Regions from separate parts of the Sus scrofa genome. Here all the other regions are linked to region 1. Evidence: chromatin contacts called from public HiChIP or PLAC-seq data. All regions are on one chromosome and are shown on one strand. The core of a region is the stretch at or near the end of the contact, and the rest is flanking DNA. Distances in the headings are between cores, read along the strand shown. Region 1 holds the start of PSAP (prosaposin). Region 2 holds the start of DNAJB12 (dnaJ homolog subfamily B member 12). Region 3 holds the start of ANAPC16 (anaphase promoting complex subunit 16).

What was found. HiChIP or PLAC-seq counts read pairs in DNA pulled down with a chosen protein or histone mark.
Region 2: an H3K27ac HiChIP or PLAC-seq map of alveolar macrophages shows a contact between it and region 1. The contact joins the promoter of DNAJB12 here to the promoter of PSAP in region 1. A contact is called at or near these places in 2 of 47 Hi-C or Micro-C datasets (heart right ventricle and liver) and 1 of 2 datasets of contacts at active chromatin or transcription factors (alveolar macrophages).
Region 3: an H3K27ac HiChIP or PLAC-seq map of alveolar macrophages shows a contact between it and region 1. The contact joins the promoter of ANAPC16 here to the promoter of PSAP in region 1. A contact is called at or near these places in 1 of 5 promoter capture datasets (liver), 1 of 47 Hi-C or Micro-C datasets (skeletal muscle) and 1 of 2 datasets of contacts at active chromatin or transcription factors (alveolar macrophages).

What each region holds. Positions count from the first base shown.
Region 1 is chr14:74,767,816-74,771,388 of Sscrofa11.1, forward strand. It overlaps PSAP (prosaposin), which reads right to left and starts at 1,753. Exons shown (of 14, transcript NM_001198919.1): 1 at 1,696-1,753. The coding sequence starts at 1,735.
Region 2 is chr14:75,188,458-75,192,030 of Sscrofa11.1, forward strand. DNAJB12 (dnaJ homolog subfamily B member 12) reads right to left here and starts at 1,652. Exons shown (of 9, transcript XM_013983329.1): 1 at 1,637-1,652; 2 at 1,081-1,506. The coding sequence starts at 1,213.
Region 3 is chr14:75,081,087-75,084,659 of Sscrofa11.1, forward strand. It overlaps ANAPC16 (anaphase promoting complex subunit 16), which reads left to right and starts at 1,587. Exons shown (of 4, transcript NM_001190225.1): 1 at 1,587-1,728. ASCC1 (activating signal cointegrator 1 complex subunit 1) reads right to left here and starts at 1,895. Exons shown (of 11, transcript NM_001244083.1): 1 at 1,797-1,895.

The sequences.
Region 1 (3,573 bases), core at 503-3,002:
TTCAGAACTCTTCAGGGTCTTGTGAGGATGTGACTCATTGCCCAGAAGAACAAAGTGATACTCTAAAAACAAAAGATTTCTCTCAATCAGTTGGCAACAAGCAGTTACCAACCCCAACAAGAAAATGTTTCTTCACTGACTATAAAGCAAAAAATCTTTCTTTATAAGCAGATTGCCTTTCATAACCTACAAGTAAACCAAGTTTAAGGGTTTGGTTTAAGGTTATGACACATTCATGGGAATGAATGAAAACTAACATTAGAAAAACACTTTCAGTCTACCTCACCTATAAACATCTTATTTCTTTGATCAACTCTCTCATCCATTTTGTTACTATTAAAATTTACATGGCTGCTGAGTCAGAATGGAAGCTAGTCCTTAAATTACATTTAACTAGAAACAGAAATTGAGGTTGGACTTAAAGATCTGGTTTAGATCCCTCAGTGGACTATTACCTGACAACTCCCAGACTTGGGATCCTCTCTGTCTATAATAAATTAAAATACGGGCCCACATCCATCAACCTCACTCCTTTCCCTTTACTGTGAATTTTTGTTTGTTTGTTTAGGGCCTCAGCCACGGCATATGGAGGTTCCCAGACTAGGGGTTCAATCCGAGCTGTAGCCGCAGGCCTACGCCAGAGCCACAGCAAGGCTGGATGGATCAGAGCCGGGTCTGGGACCTACACCACAGTTCACAGCAAAGCCGGATCCCTAACCCACTAAGGGGGACCAGGGATCAAACCCGATGCCTCATGGGTGCTAGTCAGGTTCGTTAACCGCTGAGCCATGATGGAACTCCTCCCTCTACCATGATTTAAATGAGGTTAGGATGTGAAGGCAAGAGTTGGGGGTGGGGGTTCATCCGGAGGGCACTGAGGACTTTTTCTAATTGCTGTAAGGGAGGGTTGCCGGTTCCCAAGCGTTGCCTTCATAAACTGTGATTTTTTTTTTAACAACCATCAGTACTATTTCAGGACAATTAGCAGGTGTTAAGAATACTCCTGTGCACAATATCTTAGATACTTCAGATGTTCCCCCAAAATAAAGGCCACTGCTAAAACCAGCTAATGGGTGTGCAAGATGAAAAAGGACTCCACCGCAAACGCATAAGAACTACAAAAACCCTGTTATCATCTCAACTTGTAGTATATGTACTCACATAGGCAAAAATAAACACCCACATAAAAGACATACCTAAGTGCTTCCAGCAACTTCAATACGCTTAAAAACTGGGGCAAATGAGGTCAAGGGCCAAAGTGGGTCCAGCCGGTTGAGCCTCCAGCACACCTCGACCACCTGCGCCCAGAACAAGCACAACTGGGCTGCAGGAGCTGTCATCCCACCAGCTGGACGGGCAGCTTAAAGGAAGGCCCCGGGAAGCCCAACTAAGGGGCAACTCAAGCCCTGAGGTAGATGCTACTTACCTGACCCTGCCACCCTGCCCATCTACCCTCGCGACCCCAGGCCGAGTCTCCCAAACGCCCCCAGGCTTCCCGCAACCCTTCCGCGTAGTGCAGGTACCAGCGTTGTGCAGGCGCCTGCGCAGTGCGTGCCGGTCGCCAGTCCCTACGGGGAGCAGAAGAACGGCGCCGACCGGTACCGGGCGCGAAACGGTACAGACTGCTCCCCAGGATGGGGAGGTATCGTTCTGTAGGAGACCCCCCTTCCCAAGGCTGAGGGACCCAGGGCTTACCCGCGCCCAGAAGGCCAGCCAAGAGGAACAAGGTGTACATGACGCCGCCTGACTCCGCACACTGCAATGCAGGGTGTCAGCTGATCCTCTGCGAATATAAACCTACCCCGCCCTAAAGCCGCCCAACCACGCAGGCGCAAGCTGCTTTGCAGGGGGTGGGGTAGGGAGCCGGCCCACAGCCTGACTCAGCGCCTCACAGGGCGCCTGCGCAGGGGAAGATCGGGAGGGGGAGGAAGACGGAGGGCGGAGGCTGAAAGGAGTTTTGAAGGAGAATGGGAGGAAAAAGGGTAAAGGAACTGAAAGGAAGGGAGAAGTCGTCAAAAAAGAACACATAAATCAATAAGTCTCCCTTGGGGATTATGTATATAAAATATCTTTCAAGCCTCCTATTTCTTCTGTAACATACCATTTTCTATAGCACCATTTTTTAGGTGAGAATCCACACTCAAAAGGATTAACTACTTTTTCTGAACTCTCACAGTGCTCAGACTCACTGCCTGACCCACGCTCTCTTAAATATTTACATGGCTGTGCCTGCGTATAGCTTCATTCTGGGCCCCGATTTTCCCTCTTTAATATTTTATATGCACAGTCCCCCCCGCCCCCCGCCCCAGACAGGTAACAATATTAGGTATGTAGGGTTTCGGAACAGGTCTCTGAAATGTGCTACCTAGGCACGTGGAAACTTCTGCACTTTTTGGACCCTGTGGGCTCAAGGGAAATTACTGCCTCCTCCCTTAACCACGTGGAAGAATGTATATTGGGAAATTTCCCCAGAAAATGAGTAAACAGAGATGAATTTTATCTAAGTGGCTCTATCTAGGAGTTCCCATTGTGGCTCAGCAGGTTATTAACCTGACTAGTAATCATGAGGTGAGGTAGGGCCCATCTCTGGCCTCACTCAGTGGGGTCAAGTATCTGGTGTTGCCCTGAGCTGTGTCCTAGGGCCCGCAGCTGCAGCTCTGATTCAACCCTAGCCTGGGGACTTCCATATGCCTCACGTTTGGTCCTAAAAAGACCCCCCCCCAAAAAAGTGGACCCATCTATATGGCAGAGCAGATACCTGATTACTACACATCCTGTAAATGACCTTCCTGTCCTTGGGAAGCTCAGATCCCTATCTCATTTCTTTCTCTCCCCACCCTCCCACCCCCGCCCGGGCGGCATATGGAGGTTCCCAGGCTAGGGGTTGAATCAGAGCTATAGCTGCCGTCTACATCATAGCCACAGCAACGCCAAATCAGAACCGCATCTGCGACCTATACCACAGCTCACAGCAACCCCAGAGCCTTAACACACTGAGAGAGGCCAGGGATCAAACCTGCGTCCTCATGGATACTAGTCAGATGCATTTCCACTGAGCTACGTCGGGAACTCCCCCACCCCCTTTCTTAACTCAGGATGGTGTATATACCATTTTACCTGTCTCTGACCCTCACATGCTTGTGCAGTTCCCACACATGTGAAATTGAATTTGACTTTCCCCTGTTAATCTGTCTTATATCATTTTAATTATTTGACCAACCAAAAAGAACCAAAGAAAGGAAGGGAAATTGTCCCCTTCCCAACAAACACAGCCCCTCCCAAAGCCCTACCATTAATTGTCCCAGAATTGGAGTAGAAGAAAGGGATTGAGGAGCAAGATGGGAGAGGACAGGAAGTGCCTCAGCCACTGGAGATGGGAACTAGAAGGGAAGCCCACATTTGAGAACCAGGCTAAAAAATCAGCCAAGGGCCTTGTTGGAGAAGGAAGCAGTCTCAATCCTTTCTAGCCCTCAATCCTCACCTTATTCCAGAATAAGAAAGGCCTGGGTGGCCCACAAAACCGCTCACCTCTACTTCTGCTCTGACCCAGACCCCACCTTCCCCTAAGGGACA
Region 2 (3,573 bases), core at 402-2,901, 420 kb after region 1:
TTCAATGCGTAATGATTAGGAAATATTGTTACAGCCAAAAACTAGTTAAAACAGTCCATTACGTGATGTTCTGCTGTGGCCCACTAACGTATTACTAATATTTACTTTCTAGTTAGAGTTATATTGCATCTAGTGTTTTCTTTTGTAATTGAAACACTCCCTAACACCCCTTCCCAGTAAGCAATCTTCATTCCATAGGGAAGGGCAAGGAACGATAACTCTGAGGACAACTAGAAATCATCACCGGACCCACTGACACCAGCCTTGACAACTCTGAAATGACCTATGGATGAAGACTAATATGGACACCTTAATCAATAACCCTGACTTCTGGGCTAAAGCCATAAAATCCCTTGCCATCCCCTCTCAGGTCAGGAGATAGTTCTGAGGCATTAGGCTGCTGTGTCCTCCTTTGCCTGGCAAAGCAATAAAGCTGTTCTTTCTCTTCCTCAAAACTCTGTCTCCTGTCTCCAAGACTTAACTGGTGCAGGTGTACAGAGGCCGCATTTTCAGCCACAGTCACAGGGCAGACTGTGTGGAATGGGAAGAAGGTAGGCTCTCGTTTGGGGAGGGTGATCCCTGGCCCTCCCCGGGTGAGAAAATATGGAGACGCTTTTTCAGGCCGATCGAAGGTCGGAAGTCCTCTTTCCCTCTCTAGAACCTATTCTCTCCGTCAGAGGAGTTGTTTATTTTCCTAAACTATAATATTTCCCAAACCGGCAACTGGCTCCCAGCCACCGAATGGCCCCTTGGGAAAAGTAGTTCAATTTCGCTTCCAGGTAAGTTCCTTTCGTCCCACCTGCCAGCGCCTCTCATTCTTGGGAACTCCAAATCTCAGAGGGGTCCGCAAGCCCCAGGAAAGCTGACGTCGCTGTGGCCCCTCTCATTAGGTGTCCAGCATCCCAGAGAAGTGGGAGAGCCGAACACTACACCTCCCAGCGGCCACCGCGCGTCTCAGTACGCAGGCGTAGCCGCGCCTCGCCACCCCTCCCCCTCCTCCAACTGATCCCGTCGGTCCGTTCCCATATTCCCCCCATCAGTTCTAATGTCCCCTCTGTGTCTCCGGCACCTCACACTCACCGCGAACTCGCGGGGTCGGGTACAGCCGCTGCGCCTTCTCCAGGAAGCGGAGCGCCCTGTCATGCTGGTTGCTCTGGATGGCCTTGAGGGCGATGCTAATACAGCGCTCGGCTTCATCCTTGTTAGATTCCATGGCGGAACCAGAGCGCGGAACCAGGGAGGGGGAGGCCGGGGAGCGAAAGGCTGAGCCAGCTGCTGGCGCGTCTCGGGGCAGGCTGTCGCAGGATGGTGACGTAACCCTCTGCCCCCTCCTTTTCCGAGATTAGTGCGAGATTTTGAGCGAAGGAGGAAGTGCTACCGTATGTCTTCTAAGAGGGGGACGTGTAGCAGAAGCGCTAAGTGTGCACAACCACATTCCTGGAGCCCAAAGGAGTCGTATTCAGAGGTCTTCAAGTATTGTATTTTTGCATGTTCTTGGTAGTAACTCTGTGTATTTGAGATGAAGGTGGCTTATTTATTTATTCATTCAGCGGATATTTATTGAATACCCGCTATTTGCCATGCTAAGTACAAGGCAGCGGTGAAAAAACAAAGCCCTTGCCCTCAGGGAGCTTACCTTCCAGTGTGTGTAGCCGGGTGGGGAGACATCCAATAAAGAGATAGAGTCCAAGCGTGATAAATGCTATGAAGAAAAAAAAAGACAATATAAAGAAATAAAGAGATTGAGAGTGGAAGGTGCAAAATAGCCTGATCAGATAAATCTTCTCCCAGAAGCGGTTATTTTAATAGAAATCTGAATTCAAGAAAGAGAGAATAGGTATTCCAGGTGTTAAGTCACCTGGAAGAAAGGTGGTCCAGGCAGAAGGAAAAGCAAATGCACCACAGCTCACGGCAACGCTGGATCCTTAACCCACTGAGCGAGGCCAGGGATTGATGGAACCCGAATTCTCATGGATAGTAGTTGGGATTATTACCACTGAGCCACAATGGGAACTCCTAAGAATCCATTTTGGCTTAAGCCAATTTGTGATCTAAGCCTGGCTGCAATGCTGGCCCTTGAACAGGTCTCAGTCATTAAAGATCTTAAGGGAGGGAATGAAGAAACTGGGGAGGATTAGTCAAGGAAAAAATGGTGCAGCCTTGGGGTAGGGTCCTGGTTTTGAAACCCTGTATAAGATCTTGAGTCCTTGGAGTTCCCGTTGTGGCTCAGTGGTTAACGAATCCAACTAGGAACCATGAGGTTGCGGGTTTGATCCCTGGCCTTGCTCCGTGGGTTAAGGATCTGGCGTTGCCTTGAGCTGTGATGTGTGTCGCAGACGCAGCTTGGATCCTGCATTGCTGTGGCTGTGGTGTAGGCCAGCAGCTACAGCTCCGATTCGACCCCTAGCCTGGGAACCTCCATATGCCATGGGAGTGGCCCAAGAAATGGCAAAAAGAAAAAAAAAAAAAAAAAATCTTAAGTCCTTGTGTTTTGAAGGAAAAGACTTTTCCTTTAGCCTTGGTCTTAAAAGGCTAACACAAGAGTTAATGATTAAGGGAGTTCCCATCATGGCTCAGTGGTTAAAGAACCCAGCTAGTATCCATGAGGACATGGGTTCAACCCCTGACCCCGTTCAGTGGGTTAAAAATCTGGCGTTGCTGTGAGCTGTGGTCGCAGACATGGCTCGGATCGCACGTTGTTGTGGCTGTGGTGTAGGCCTACAGCACCTATTCGATCCCTAGCCTGGGAACCTCCACATGCTGTGGGTATGGCCCTAAAATGACAAAAGAGAAAAAAAAGAGTCAATGATTAGGAAATATTATTATAGATAAAAACTAGTTAAAATAGTCTTCATGATGTCATGCCCTGCCTTGGCCCACACACTTACTCTTAACTAGCTTTTCACAAAGGATCTAGTCCTTGCTTAATTGCTTTCTTTTACTAACGGTTACTTTTTAGTTAGAGTTATATTGCATTTAGTGTTCTTTTTTGTAATTGGAACACCCCCCACCACCCCTTCCCTGTAAGCAATCTTCATTCCAGAGGGAAGGGCAAGGAACCATCATAACCCCAAAGACAGCAAGAAAGCCACCACCAGACTGACACCCGCCTTGACCACTCTAAAATGATCCATAGAGGGAGAAGACTGGGGAGTTCCTGTCGTGGCGCAGTGGTTAACGAATCCGACTAGGAACCATGAGGTTGCGGGTTCGGTCCCTGCCCTTGCTCAGTGGGTTAAGGATCCGGCGTTGCCGTGAGCTGTGGTGTAGGTTGCAGACAAGGCTCAGATCCCGCGTTGCTGTGGCTCTGGCGCAGGCCGGCGGCTACAGCTCCGATTAGACCCCTAGCCTGGGAACCTCCATATGCTGCGGGAGTGGCCCAAAGAAATAGCAAAAAGACAAAAAAAAAAAAAAAAAAAAAGAGGGAGAAGACTGTAGATACCTTAATCTTTCGGGCTAAACCTATAAGATCCTTTCTATCCCCTCTCAAGGGAGGACACAGTTTTGAGGTGTTAGCCTGCTGTGGCCTCCTTTGCCTGGCAGAACAATAAAGCTGTTCATTCTGCTTCACCC
Region 3 (3,573 bases), core at 337-2,836, 310 kb after region 1:
CTTTTGTTTTAATCAGAAATAAACCCTACCTCTATTATCTAGATCTTTATGTAGGTATGAAAGAACAAAATTGGGCATCAGTTCACAATACATCCCAAGCCAAAGCAGCACTGTTTCCATTCGATTTCTCCTATCTATAAGCTGTTTTAAGCCAACTGATGCAGTTTCCACTACACTATTCCACTGCTGGCTCACTCTAGATAATTTGTAAACTATTGGCATTCCCCAAAAAAGTGATTAAAAGATACTGAGCTTGTCCATGGCTTTGACAGAAAGAACAGAGGTCTCTTTGTAACATTAACCTTTAGGAGTAAAATGCAATCTTCTGTGTTTACCTAAACATTTGCAGTGTCTCACCCACTCTAACCAGCATGGTAATTAAGAAAAGCAGGGATATTTAATACACTTATCCTCAAGGGGAGGACAAAAGATCCTGAAGAACTTTTAGAGGTGTTAAAACTATATGCGCAACAAAATCAAAATGCCTATCAGAATCAAATATGACTTAAGCAACATGGTTCTCCAAACGAACACATTGCTGAGGGGAGGAATCCAATTTCTGTGGGCCCCCAAACTGTACATCACTTCACTGAGAGGCCAAGCTTCTAAACATCACTTAAAGAATCAATAATTCTGGAAAGAGGAGTTCCCTTCATTGCTCAGTGGTTAACAAACCCGACTAGGAATCATGAGGATGCGGGTTCCATCCCTGGCCTTGCTCAGTGGGTTAAGGATCCAACATTTCTGTGAGCTGTGGTATAGTTCCTGTGGGCTTAGATCCCCCACGTTGCTGTGGTTGTGGTGTAGGCTGGCAGCTACAGCTTCAATTCGACCCCTAGGCTGGGAAGTTCAACATGCCGTGGGTGCAGCCTGAAAAAAAGAAAAAAAAAATCTGGAAACAAAGATTCCTTATGGGCTAGCCATAGTTAAGCTCAACCAATGTTCCCACTATATGTGTTAGACGGTCATGAAGCCCAAAATAAGTTAGAGTTCCCCCTCAAAAAATCAATTCTCACTAAATACCCTAACGCTCAACCCAATCCCAGCAAGAAAATAGCTTTAATTGGTAATTTGCTTACAGAACCAAGTGGTGATTTCCTGTTGAGATTAGCAGTAAAATGAATAAAATAATAAGTAAAATAAACAGACTTGAATGTCAGAAGGGGTATAATTATCAAGTTTAATGACTTTACATCCTAGTGCCCTATTCCTCCAGGACCTTTCAAATAAATCTCTCCACAAAAGTAGATTTTAATGTTAAGGAAGGGCGCTGAGACTGAGCTCTGGGAAAGAGCGTTGTCTGAGATAGGAAGCTGTTCATCTGCCTTTCCTTGGGATACGAGTCTGCTCAGAAGGATGGCGGAATAACAAATTTAACCCTGCAGCGTGACGGTTTGGTAAGAGAGAGCAAAGCAGAAGGCCTGAAATGCCGTGCGTTAAGATAAAACCCTAAATGACAAAAGTGAGCAAGAAAAAATAAAACGAGTACTCCAAAGGTAGCGGAGAAATACGGACCCCACAGCAAAAAGAAAATCCGGGAACGAGGAGGAGAAGGACCCGGAAGTCCTCTCCGCCCCGGCCACGCCCACTACTGCAAGGGGCACGCGCACGCCGCTGCCGGTCCCTCCACGCGGGCGCGAGCACGGCGCCGCCCTTGTCGATGTTAACTCGGCCGCACCAGTCGGCCTTGGGGGCGGGGCTGTAGGGGAAAGTGCCAAAGCTGCTGAGGTAAGTGGCCGAGGGCTCAGGGACCCTCGAGAGCCTGGTGGAAAGGGACTTGATCTCTGGGATCCTACCTGCAGGGACTAGTAAAATGGAGAAAGTAGGAGGAGGAATGGGAGCCTGCCGCAGAGGGCGTGCAAGAGGAAATTTCCTTAGGCCGCGCCTGGCTAGTGCGCATGCGGGCCGAGGGCTGGCGCCTGCGCAGTGGAACGGCGCTGTTGGCGTAGCCCTCTGGGGACTCGATGGCGGGTCGGGGTGGGGGTGGGGGTGAGGCTGTGGCTGTGACTTGGAGGTAGCTTGAGAACCGTTGGCGTTCTGATCCCTCCTCTTGGCAGCCCATTTCTTTCCGCCCCACTTGTTTTTAGCTGCACATCTTTTTGAATGGTAATCCAGCTGTTTAAGTGAAACACAGCGGAATGAATGTTTTCTTGATGATGGAGTTTAATAATTGCTTCTAATAATTTGCCATTGTACCAGCGTACTTCCTTCAGTATCTTTATGATAGGACATTTTTAAAAGGAAAAGGTTCTTTCTAAGATAGGTATATATCTGCCAGGAAGGAAAGTAGTTTATGAATACGAGGTCATCCCCATCGTATATGAAGTAAATGTGTTGATTATCTCACCAATGTGAACACAGCCGTGCTGTATCTCCCCAGAGAGCATTGTTCTACTGCAAGGATCGCTACTGCTAATAGTTCCAGCTTTCCTGATAGCGTCAAATCCCAGGTTACCTCATCATCAGTATTTAAACATTTGTCAAAATTTTACAGAGCATCAACTTTGGGCATAGCAGCCAAGTGGGAGAAAGAGTTATGTAAATAGATCTGCAGAATGAGGAAGAAAAACAAAATGATAATGAACCAGTCCTCTTCATACCAATCTTCTCTAGCCCCTGGGTAACCTTTGCTGAGCTGCTCGCCCTGTGTTCTGTCATTTGTTCATTATTCAGGAGAAATTGTGATCCAGGTTCTGTGCTAGGCCTCCAGGGTAAAAAGATAACTCCTCCCCCTTTTCCTAAGAAAGGGGTTCTTCCTAAGATTATGAACCTTAAAAGTGTGAAGTGCATGTTAGTGTGAAGTGCATGTTCCCTCTTTCTGAGCAGGTTCTTTCCCCTCTAGGAGTGTGCTGACTATATGTCAAATGGAGGGAGTAATAACTTTTCCCTTGAGTGTGTTGAAACAATAAGTATGAAAAACCGGGATCTGGATAAAGCAGTGAGATCCTGCTGTATGGCACTGGGAACTATATCTAGTCACTTGTGATGAAGCATGATGGAAGATAATGTAAGAAAAAGAATGTATATATGTGTGCGTGACTGGGTCACTTTGCTGTACAGTAGGAAATTGACAGGACACTGTAAACCAACTTAATGGAAAAAATAAAAATCATTTAAAAAAACTGATCTGGCATAGGGAAAAAATGATTCAGGAAAAAATCATTAGTGATTTTGGATAACTAATATTAAGTGTTTACTGTACCTATAACTGTTCAAATTGCTTTAATTATATTAAGCTTCCTAACATGTCTGAGGTAGGCACTATCATTATCCCAATTTTAGAGATGAGGCAACTGAAGAGTAAAGAAGTTAAATGATTTGTCCCGAGTCATACAGATACGAGCCTAGACCAAGAGGCTTCAGCCTGACCTCTTAACCACTATGCTCTTTCACCTCTCACATGGCACATGACATGCCAAAAAGCCATTGTTTAAAATATGGCCCAGCAAATAAGCTAAAGTCTCTACACCTCAGTTTTGTTTGGTCATCTGTAAAATAAGGGAAGTGGATTAGATGACCTTAAAGGAGGAATCTTGTGGTTCTGTGAAATGCTTAACTCATTCAGCAAACATT